Linked DNA regions of Mus musculus: region 2 is linked to region 1. The links are chromatin contacts, called in public promoter capture Hi-C maps. All regions are on one chromosome and are shown on one strand. The core of a region is the stretch at or near the end of the contact, and the rest is flanking DNA. Distances in the headings are between cores, read along the strand shown.

The links. Promoter capture Hi-C pulls out the DNA fragments that hold promoters and counts their contacts.
Region 2: a promoter capture Hi-C map of embryonic stem cells shows a contact between it and region 1, with 3 times the contacts expected there. The contact joins the promoter of 4933417E11Rik here to the enhancer-like site in region 1. A contact is called at or near these places in 8 of 39 promoter capture datasets (the 3T3-L1 cell line, 3T3-L1-derived adipocytes, cranial neural crest and 4 more), 2 of 484 Hi-C or Micro-C datasets (the G1E-ER4 cell line and nephron progenitors) and 1 of 9 other capture datasets (pancreatic islet).

The regions. Positions count from the first base shown.
Region 1 is chr1:71,607,553-71,612,726 of GRCm38.p6, forward strand. Fn1 (fibronectin 1) reads right to left here. Exons shown (of 46, transcript NM_010233.2): 26 at 4,916-5,098; 27 at 3,377-3,466; 28 at 1,861-2,130; 29 at 352-468. Among named protein-coding and RNA genes, the nearest start is that of Fn1, 43 kb to the right of the region's middle. Within about 2 kb of position 2,054, at least 4 of the 459 cell types and tissues checked have an H3K27ac peak or open chromatin away from gene starts, as enhancers often do. A contact at or near this core is called in embryonic stem cells, where this site is marked.
Region 2 is chr1:72,003,487-72,009,215 of GRCm38.p6, forward strand. 4933417E11Rik (RIKEN cDNA 4933417E11 gene) reads right to left here and starts at 1,709. Exons shown (of 3, transcript NR_040454.1): 1 at 1,526-1,709. It also overlaps the pseudogene Gm5528.

The DNA of each region.
Region 1 (5,174 bases), core at 804-3,303:
AATTACCAATGGTAATATTTGTAAATATATAAACTTTTTTTTCTCAGCTCTGCTTCCCACCCTTGCTGTAGTGTATAAACCACCTTTGAACTTCATTACAATCAATTAAATGTAGCTCCCATGCATTTTTGGACAGAAAAAGAAAGAAAGAAAGAAAGAAAGAAAGAAAGAAAGAAAGAAAGAAAGAAAGAAAGAAAGAGGGGGAGGGGAGGGGAGGGGAGGGAGGGAGGGAGGGAGGGGGGTTTTCTAAATGGGCCTGTTTGCATTTAATCCTGTTCCCACTGTCAGATTTCCAAGTTACCCACCCGAACCCTGATCCTCTAAGGGTGAAATGGCCCAAAATGAACAGACCTGTCTCTCCGTAGGTGATTCTGTAATAGCGCACAGAGACGGCAGGGGGTTCCCAACTGATGAGCAGGCTGGTGGGGGTGGAGGCAATGACCTCCAGATCTCTCGGAATATCAGAAACTAGAAAAAAAAAAATCACAGGAAAACTTCACATGTATAACTTCCAAAGAAAGCTCAGGTTCACTTTGTCCTTTCCCAGATAACGATTACACACATCCTCTTCAAACAAAAATCTAAATGCAACACTGAATTAGCAGAGTTAAATTCTATGGCGAGGTCAAGGGAAGGGGCTATGGAGACCATCCCAATTGTGAATTCCTTTTTTCCTCAACAGTCTCTTTGGGAAATAATTTAAATCACAGAAGTTATAAAAACTACAGCAGCACTCACCATGCACTTTTCTTTTTTCTTTTGGTTTTTGAAGACAGGGTTTCTCTGTGTGTTATAACAGCCCTGTCTGTCCTGGAACTCGCTTTGTAGACCAGGCTGGCCTGGAACTCACAGAGATCCCACCCCATGCACCCTTAACTATGTGTTATTTGGAAATAGTGGTCACACACGCCCCTATTCACAGCTAAGCTACAGATTGTTCTGATAACAGGTCTCCCAGTCATTGTCACTGAAAATATATCTATCTGTGCTTAAAGCCAAAATCTAGGGCTTGACTCACGCCACACAGAGCACTCCACCACTACACTACATCCACTGCACCCCTTTAAAAAACTTTTATTTACTTTGAGATGAGCCTCACTGAATTGCACAGGCTAACTTTGAACTCACAGTAGCCCAGGATGGCCTTCTTGCTCCAGCCTCCCAAGTACCTGGGATTACACATCTGTGCTACCAAGCCCAGCTAACGAAACAAAAATCATAGGTTTACAGTAACTTTGGTACCATATTATGGTTTTGTATGAAACCTTCTTAAAAACCAGTAAATATCCATGAGTAGTAGTAGCTCATGCCTGTAACTCCAGCACTCACAAGTCAAGGCGAAGTATCTTAGATAAGCTTGGGCTACAGAGCCAGCTTCTGAGTCAGTCTGGGCTATGACGCTCTCTCAAACCATCATAAATAAAGACTGACCAGCAAAAACACCAGAACATAGCTGAACCAGGTGACAATCTCTCAGAGAAATAAATATGTTTTTAGAGGGAGAAATGTTTACCACACAGTCTATCACTGTCCTCTTTCCCTTTTTATTGAGATAAGATCTTGTTGTGTAGCTCTGGCTAGTCTGGAACTCACTCTGTAGACCAAGCTGACCTCCAATCCAGAAATCCACCTGCCTCCAAGCGCTGGGATCAAAGGCGTGCGTGCGTGTGTGTGCGTACGCGTGCGTGTGTGTGTGTGTGCGCGTGTGTGCGCGCGTGCCTGCGTGCATGAGCGCGCACAGCTGCGCCTGGCTCCACCACTGCTCTTTGTGTCTAACATGAAGCTTTTTCACAGTCTACACCAAACCTATACAAAGTCCACACCAAGGGATTTCTTTGCGGATTAAAAAAACAAAATTACCTGTGGCTTGCTGGCCAATCAGTGGCGGGCTCTCCTCTCTGCCATTAACAGCAATGATGCTGACAACGTACTCGGTGCCCGGATTAAGGTTGGTGAGGGTGATGGAATTCCGCGAGGGCGGCACTCGATCCTGCCTGGGTCTTCCGACAGAATGCTCGGCGTGATGGCGGATGATGTAGCCGGTGATGGGGGCCCGAGGAGCCACCCAGTGGACAGTGAATGAGTTGGCGGTGATATCAGAAGAATCAAAACCAGTTGGGGAATCGAGACCTGTTTTTCCCACCCAAGGAGGGGAGCAAAAGACAACAACCACGAGCTTAGACATCGAGGATGGAGGATGTGGGGAACGCAACTGACACTGTTATACGGGACTGATAGCTGACCGCAATCAGCTTACACAAGCATTTCTTTCTTTTTTTCCTTTTAAAAGTAATTGAAACAATATGTAAAATTATAGCCGATTTCTACATTATACCGAAACACTGATACTTCTGAGGGCTTCAGCGTTGTTCTGGGTAGCTTTATATCATAAACTTGACCAAGCTAAAGTTATCTAAGAGGAAGGAGTCGTTAATTAAGAAAATGCCTCTGTAAGATCTAGGCAAGCTTGTAGGGCTTTCTCTTTATCAGTGATTGACAGGGCAGGGCCCTGCCCACTGTGGGCGGGACAGTGCCTTCTCTGGGCTCATGGTCCTGGATTCTATAAGAAACCAGGCTGAGCAGGTCATGGTAGAAGCCAGTCAGTAAGCAGCACTCCTCCATGGCCCCGGGTATCAGCTCCTGCCTCCAAGTTCCTGCCCTGCTTGAGTTCCTGTCCTGGTTTCCCTGCAGTGATGGACTACAGTGTGGAAGTGTAAGTCGAATAAACCCTTCCCTCCCCAGTTTGCTATTGATCATGGTGTTTCCTCACAAATATCACAACAACCTTAACTAAGACAAGAAACCAGTGAAATTCACAAGGAAACCAGGGAACTCTATTGTTATGTTAAACAAAGTAACATTATTATGTTAAACAAAGCAATCCAGTCTCAGAAAGACAAGTGGAGTTTTCTGGTACCTGGATCCTAGCTTTAATTTTTCATATGTGTGTATAGAGCATCTACATGTATGTGCAGAGCAAAGGTCCTGAAACTAGAAAAAGGAATGTGGGGAGAAGAGAAGGTGCTTTAAGGCGGAGAGGGTAGAAAGTGAAAAGGGTCATAGGATAGAGGTGACAAGATGACGAGAGTGAAAACGGGGCTGTACATTACTACAGGGAGAAAGGGGACCAGGAAGGATGACAGGGGGCAAGGAGAGGAACGGAAGAGGAACATCAACAGAGCATGTGAAAATACCATGGCAAAACCACTACTCTACAATAACTAAAATTAATTATTAATTAGTTGTAATTAATTATTGTCATCATAAATTAATTAATAAATTAAAAGTAATGTATCAATGCCACAAAAGGTGGAGATGCAACTATAGACTCAACCTATCATTTTGTTGCTTAACGTTGGTAGCTAACGTGGCTCACCTGTTTTCTGCCTTCCCCGGAGAGGGATGCTCTCATGTTGTTCGTAGACACTGGAGACACTGACTAAGTATTCTGTCCCAGGCAGGAGATCTGAAGAGGCAAAGTGGGATTTGCTTTAAACTTGATTGAGACTTTGAGAAAGCATAACGCTCCCCGGGACTCCGTCATCTGATAAAACATCCAAGCGTTCAGTCCCATAGCCTACCTGTGGCTAAGTGAGTATGTCTGTCTGGACATAATCTGTAAATAAGGGCCGCTCTGTCCTGTCTGTAAGCCCCAGCTCCACAGGTATAAATGGAACTCAGTCAAGTGTAAACACGGGATGTTACTATCTCTCCCGTCCATTTGAAAGGGCATCTGTGAGGGCCACTGATGTAACTTTTGTGGGAGTCTACATTACCATCTACCCATCACAACAACCACATGAGGTGGTCAGCAGCTTCCATGCTATGCAATGTCAAGATGTACAGTTGGACAAAATTTGACATGTGTCCTTGTTGGGGCCATGAATGTATTCAAGACAATGAACATACCTAGTGCCCCTGGACTCACTCCACTGCCCTCAAACTGCTTAATTTTTAAAATAGGGTAATAATGACTTCTCTAAGGGGGAGTTTCTTCTAGCATTAGGACTCTTTAAGATACATAATTAACATGTGACACGGTTTGGCTAAACCGGTGCCAACAGGTGGCGATGGGTCTAGTATATTGGACAATGTGGTTCCTACTGACTGGACAGACATTTCCACACTCGGGTTAAGTATCTGGGTCCTCTGGTCTTTAGCCACCAAGTGAGAGCTGCTGCTGCTGCCTCTTTGTAGTTAGCTTTCTGAGCCGTATCTGAAGAGCAGAGGATGTTTTCTGACCCTATTTGGAAATGGGCCTGAATGTAACTACTTTCCTCTCCTGTAGAACCCCTGTACTTATACAATTTCCTACAATGTTGCAAGCTCTTGTTCTCTTTAATTCAAAGTATCCTCTTCCAGTAGGACTCGGGAAGAAACAATTTCTATAACTTGTCTAATACATGTCAGTTGCTTTCTAAACTCTCCCAGCTTCAGGGAAATGGTGCAAACACGTGCTTTCTGAAATATGAACTAAACGTCTGCCTGTCTCCACGCAAAAGCCATTCTAAGTTTTCTAGTGCTAAATAGATCCCCTGGTGGTGGTAGATCTCACACAAGAAAGGACAATAAACCAGATGCGCTGATCTCCATGTTTCTCACTCTTGCCTTAGTTACAGAATTCACTTGGGAGTCACGTATCTTTTGTGCACTGATTAGAGAATGTCTGACACCTTGGTGCTTCACAGACCGTGCCTTCGACTACGATTTGTAGCGATCAAAGGTCTGCCACTCCGGCAGAATCATTACATCTTTCACAGTTTACAGAGCCGCCTACTGAACTTGGAGAGCGTGTCTCTCGGTCACAGTTCTCCTTTCTCTTAGGTGGTCCTCCAGGAAAACTCAGGATCCATGCCTTGTGCTCCAGATCTACGGATCTGCGTATCTACGGGACAAGCTATGTTTGAGGGCTTACTTGTTAGGACCACGGCATTGTCTGAAGGTGAAATGGATAGCTCTGCAACGTCCTCTTCATTCTTCACGGGTGAGTAGCGCACCAAGAGGTTGGTCAGCTCGATGGACGGAGGCGGGGCCCAAGTGACCCGCATCGTGTCTGGACCGATATTGGTGAATCGCAGATCCGTGGGAGGAGGGACAGCTGATATCAAATAAGGAGGATTGAGTTAATGCGATTTTAAAGTCAAAGCTAAAAAAAAAAAATAGCTGAAAAGGTA
Region 2 (5,729 bases), core at 459-2,958, 400 kb after region 1:
TATTTAAGACATTCTCAAGTTCTTTTATTGCTTATAGCAAAATAGTTTCCAGCCAGTGTACCACCTCCGCTGACAGACATAAGGAGGAGTGGGCTACCATCAATGGACCAGCATCCGGAGGAAGCCAGACATATAGAGTTAAGAAAGCTATGTGAAGGCATTTTGGACTTTTATTATAGCTTCTGAGGTCTCATCAACTCTGGCTAAGCCTCAGAGAATTTCAAAGCAAAGCATATTTGTAGCTAACTGACATAAATTTCGGGTATAAAACTGACATGAAAAATGCATTATCCTTAAAAATTGGTAGAGCACTTAATGACTACAAAGCACTTCCTGGTCTTCAGCCCCGTAATTGGAGTAGGTGATTTACACTCTCGTTTTCACTCAGTGTCAACCAACCACAATGTACAAAATGAAGACATTTGTCTCATCCAAGAAATTATACCCTTAGAAAACAAAGCCCAGACAACGCATCAGGGATTCGGAAAGAGTGAAGGAATGTCAAGTGCTCCTCCAAAAGGCAAGCTGAGAAAAAGCTCAAAACCAGTGAACTCCTCCCTCCTCCGATGCAAGGACCCATTCCAGCTTCATACTGGAATATAGAAACTGAGAAAGAAGACCTCACAGCCCCGCCCCCTCTGCCCCCTCCCACTCGTGAGCTCACCAAGCTGGGTTTGTTTGGGGGTTTATTTATCTCATGTACAGAGCACGTGGGCTCTCAAGATTGTTCCTTTTATCTTAAAATGAAGTTCATAAAAGTGAATTATCTCGGCCGCAGCCATCGTCCAGTAACTCGCCAAAATGACGAACACAAAGGGAAAGAGGAGAGGCACCCAATATATGTTCTCTAGGTCTTTTAGGAAACATGGCGTTGTTCCTTTGGCCACATACATGCGAATCTACAAGAAGGGTGATATTGTAGACATCAAGGGAATAGGCACTGTTCAAAAAGGAATGCCCCATAACTGCTACCACGGCAAAACTGGAAGAGTCTACAATGTCACCCAGCATGCCGTGGGCATCATTGTAAACAAGCAGGTTAAGGGCAAAATTCTGGCCAAGAGGATCAATGTGCGGACTGAGTACATCAAGCACTCAAAGAGCAGAGACAGCTTCCTGAAGCGGGTGAAGGAGAATGATCAGAAGAAAAAGGAAGCCAAAGAGAAGGGCACCTGGGTGCAGCTGAAGCGCCAGCCTGCTCCATACAGAGAAGCACACTTTGTGAGGACTAATGGAAAAGAACCTGAGCTGTTGGAGCCCATTGCATGTGAATTCATGGCCTAAAGTACAAAAGAAATTAAGTACCAGTACCAAGAAAAAAAAAAATAAGTTAATTATCTCATCTCTCAGAGATGAGATGTACAAGATCTGTGCATAGACTTGGACTCTGAGATCCAGTTACATTCTGGAGTTCAATACAACTCCCAATACTTGGCAGTATTTGGAAAGCTTGGAGCTTAACAAGCAGAACGGGAACTGCGGGACTGTTCCTAGAAACACTTCCACTCCCCATCAGATGATTCACCTGTGGATCTCCGCGGAGGTTTCAGTGTGTGCTCAGACCTCACACCACAGGACTCTCCTGGAGGGGAGTTTCCAATATTGACTTAGGAAAGGTCAGCTCTTGCTTAGTGCCAGAACCATGGTGGGTTGCAGCCAGAGCCTCTGGACTCCATTCCTGCATCCCACCCTTCCCAGTATGCAGGACTGAAGACTTAGCATTGGGGGGGGGGGGCTGCTCCTCAGATCTCCAACAGAACCAACTGCCCACTAGTGTACCACATCTCCTCAGAGGTGGTCCAGTAAGATGGAACTCCTAGACGGGCTGCAAGCTTCAAGTGGCCCTTGGAAGTCCGTGGGTTTTGAGCATTTAACTCTTCTCCTAATCTTTAACACGTGACCTCTAAATCCTAGGTCTGGAGCCCTGAAAATTCTAATGAAACGCAATGACTAGTGTAAGACAGTATTGTTTTTCATTTGCTTGCTTGTGAGTTGGTTCTGTGTTTTTGTTGTTTTTGAGTGAATAGGAAAACACGATTACACTTTTTTTTTTTCCTGAAGCTTCCACTTTCCTCAAATTTTCCATTTGGCGGCTATGTATTAAGCCTATTCTTTGTGACCCCAGCTAGTCATTATCATTATGAACGAGAAAATAGAGCAGATGTCTATTTGGATAATGGTGCTGACTTAGTAATCTAGGGAACACTCTTATGGAGGAAAGAGCTCCAGTGAACACCATGTGTGTGATCGGGGCAGAAGTGCAGTTCACCGGAGACATCGTACCAGCTCCATCAGAAGTAATGAGATGTGCACGTGCCTGTGTCTATGTGCTCAGCTGCACATTTGCAATGTGTCGATTCAGAAAAAAAATGAGATTTCTGATTTGCAATGTGTTTGGTTTTCCTGTTTTCCCAGCAATGAATAAAAACCTGTCTTGTAAGGTCAAAACAGCTTACATACAATACCTTCACATGCCGTATAGGATCCTAGCAAAATCTGCATGCACGCTCAGGAATCACTCTCTCTAGAACCAGCATCCTGTTGCAATCCCTAAATGGGTCCTTGAGCGCTAACCAAAACAGTGTTAGCACTTCAAAGTTCACAGATGCGTAAATTAGACAGGAAGGTGAAGGATCAAGGAAGCAGGTTTCTTCATTTCTAACTGCTGCCATCTGGTGTGAATCTAACTCCCGGGGAGAAGCAGACTGGCAGGTGACAGCTTAGAGCATGGCCGGTCCTTTAGGAATGCCACCCAATCCTTTTCCTTGTAATTGGTACCTGCGTTTACATAGATTTACATAAATTATGTATCCGTTCAGATCCTCTTAGTGCCCATTTAGCATTAAAATAATTTGATATTTTTAAGATACCAAGTCTCTTATTTCCTTTCTCTTTTTTCATCTTGCTGTGTTACTCTGTCACTGTGGGCCCCACAGTGGTATCTGTCAATGGAGAAGTCATTCATTTATTGTGTCATGTAAATTGAGGGAATCTGCAATCTTGGCCTGTCCTTTTCACTGTCAATCCAGAGCCAACTTCTGTAAACTTTCTAGGGCTGGATGTGGGAAACAATGAAGATAACACTGCCTTCCTGCTGGTCCCAGAGGAGGCAAAACCTCCTAGCAGATAAACATGGCATGCCTGATTCCCACAGCACAACAGAAGTAGGCAAGCTTGGGGTCACTGGTGTAGTCCCTTCTATTGTGATGATGGTGCTCTCTGCACATTCAACTGTATATCCATCCTGTCCTTTTCAGAAAGGACTCAGGGCATGTCCTCTTCTCTGCTTCCTGGAAGTTCTCACTGACAGTGCTTTGTCGGGCGCTCGTTGCTCTGGTCGTCCGTGACACTCTCTTCTCTGCTATCCAAAGGCACTTAGGAACACTCACATGCCCTCAAGCCCAGCCCCCACACTGACATGAAGCTGTCCTATATACTACAATGGATTTCTTTCTTCCTTGTATTCCAGTGATGAGACCGCTAGAGGATCTTGGGCTTGAAACTTACACAGCCCTGCAGCTCTGCACTGGCGTGTGTATTAGTAGTCCTTGGAGAAGTTGGGCCCTACCCTCCCAGGGAGCTAAATTAACCATAGTGGAACAGATCTCAGCAGTGCAAGCCTTGGTATTCAAAGCATGAGCCAGAGTTGAGAATGCTATAAAACTCACTGGATTTACCAGTAAAGGAAATCTTCACTTGGGAGGGTGTAAACTCACAGAAAGATAAGCTTGGGGTCTCCCCCACTTTCAATGCACACACCATTTTCTTTTCCTGTAGAAGTGATTATTAAATATTTTTAAGAAATAAAATTTTTTTTAAAAAAGAAAGAAATAGAAGAAAACCAAGAGGTTCACCCAGGGTTGAAATTTAGGAGACATATTTGTCTTCCGGGTAATCCTGTCGGGAGTTTAATAGAAAATGAAATCTTTCTTGAGTACAAGCTCTTACTCTCCCCAGCTTTACGGTGACTCTGAGACTCGTGGTCTCCTGTAACCTGTAACATAAGAACAGTAACATAGACCCTACTCGGCAGCCTTCTCGGTGGCTCCAGCGGGACCTGGCTTCTCAGTTCAGGTCCTAGAAGTCAAGAGTTGGTTTGTTAGAATTTTAAGTGGAAGCTCCTTAGTCTAAATCTTCTAACTAATCCAAGGGTTAGTCTTCCCCAGGCTCCAGAGAGTTCCTCAGACACTTCCCCAGGAGTGTTAGATGACCCTTATTCTAAAAGCCAACAGGGATCTGCGTTAGCTAAGCAGCTCTTTGGCCTCTCTTGAAGTGCCTTTTAGAACCCTTAGTTTCCTTTTCACTAAGCGAGCACTAAGCCTTAACCTGAGACCTTTGAATATTAACAAAGAACAAGAACCCAGGAACGATCATATTCCCATGACTAAACCAGAAACTATAGCAAAACCAGTCACAATGTCGATGCTCAGCCAAAAAGGTGCATTTCAATCTCATATAGCTAAGGAGTCTTGGTTAAATCATGCTCAACAACTCCGTGCCATGCAAAGACAGATTATTTGTGATCTATACTATACTATGTGGCTCCCCTTACATTATACTTATTGCGCATGAGCTTCTAGGCTTTCCAATGGATTACTTTAATGAGCTGGGCAATACTGTGTACACATTGCTCCATCTCATCCTCACAGGAACCTCAGAAGGTAAGTGTCACCACAGGTGAAAATTATTTCCCAGGTGATTCAGATAGCATCGGCCCTAGGGGATGGGTGAGGGGCAGGGAAGGGGCTCAATCAGTAAAGTGCTGTCTATACAAGCTCGCAGACTTGAGTTTCTACCTCTAGCATCCACGCACAACATCAGCATACACTCTGAATGCAAGCACTGAGAAGGCAGAGACAGGAAGTTCTCTGGAACTGGGAGGCCAGCCAGACTATCTGAATCAATGAGTTCCAGAATCGGTGACAGGCTCTGCCTCAAAAAGTATCATGGAAGCAGGGCCGTGGTGGTGCACACCTTTGATACCAGTGTTCCAGAGGTGCACTGGTCATCAACAACTGGTATCTATATGTATAGTCTCACACACACACACACACACACACACACACACACACGCACACGCACACGCACACGCACGCGCACGCACACACACACACACCCCACCAGGACTTGAACTCCTGTTGGTCCAGATGGAAAGGATGGACTTTCCAGGATGTATGTGACTTCCGTCTCTGCTGAAAGAACAAAAGGAGCGCGTGTTGCTCAAATGCTCACCTTCCCTGCTCCAGACTGATCTGGGTAGCCTCACGTTTGAGAAGACAGGCTGAATCGGTGCCTATAAGGATCCACTCTCAAAGCAGGTTTTTCAGAAACACGTATTTTAGTTAAAATCCGCTGATTGGAATTTCCACAGTGATAGTTTTGCCCAACTTCCAAAAACAGATGGATTTAAATAATTTGTCTTGTAGGGCCTGGTAGTGTAAGAGTATCCAAGCCTTTTGTTGTTTTGTTTGCTGGTATAGTATTATTACTATTACTATGACTATACACTACAATCCAATTTTCTTTCAAATAATCATTTTGCCGTGAATATGAGTCATCTGTCATCAGTATGAAGGGGAAAGGCTCACTTCCTTTTCCATGGAAGATATAAAGGCTTGCTTTTTATTGATTTTTTCCCCCTAAGAAACTCAAATTTTTATATAATAATGGAGAGCTTTGAATATGGGGAGATGTGTCCCACAAGCGTGTTGAGTGAACACGTGGAAACA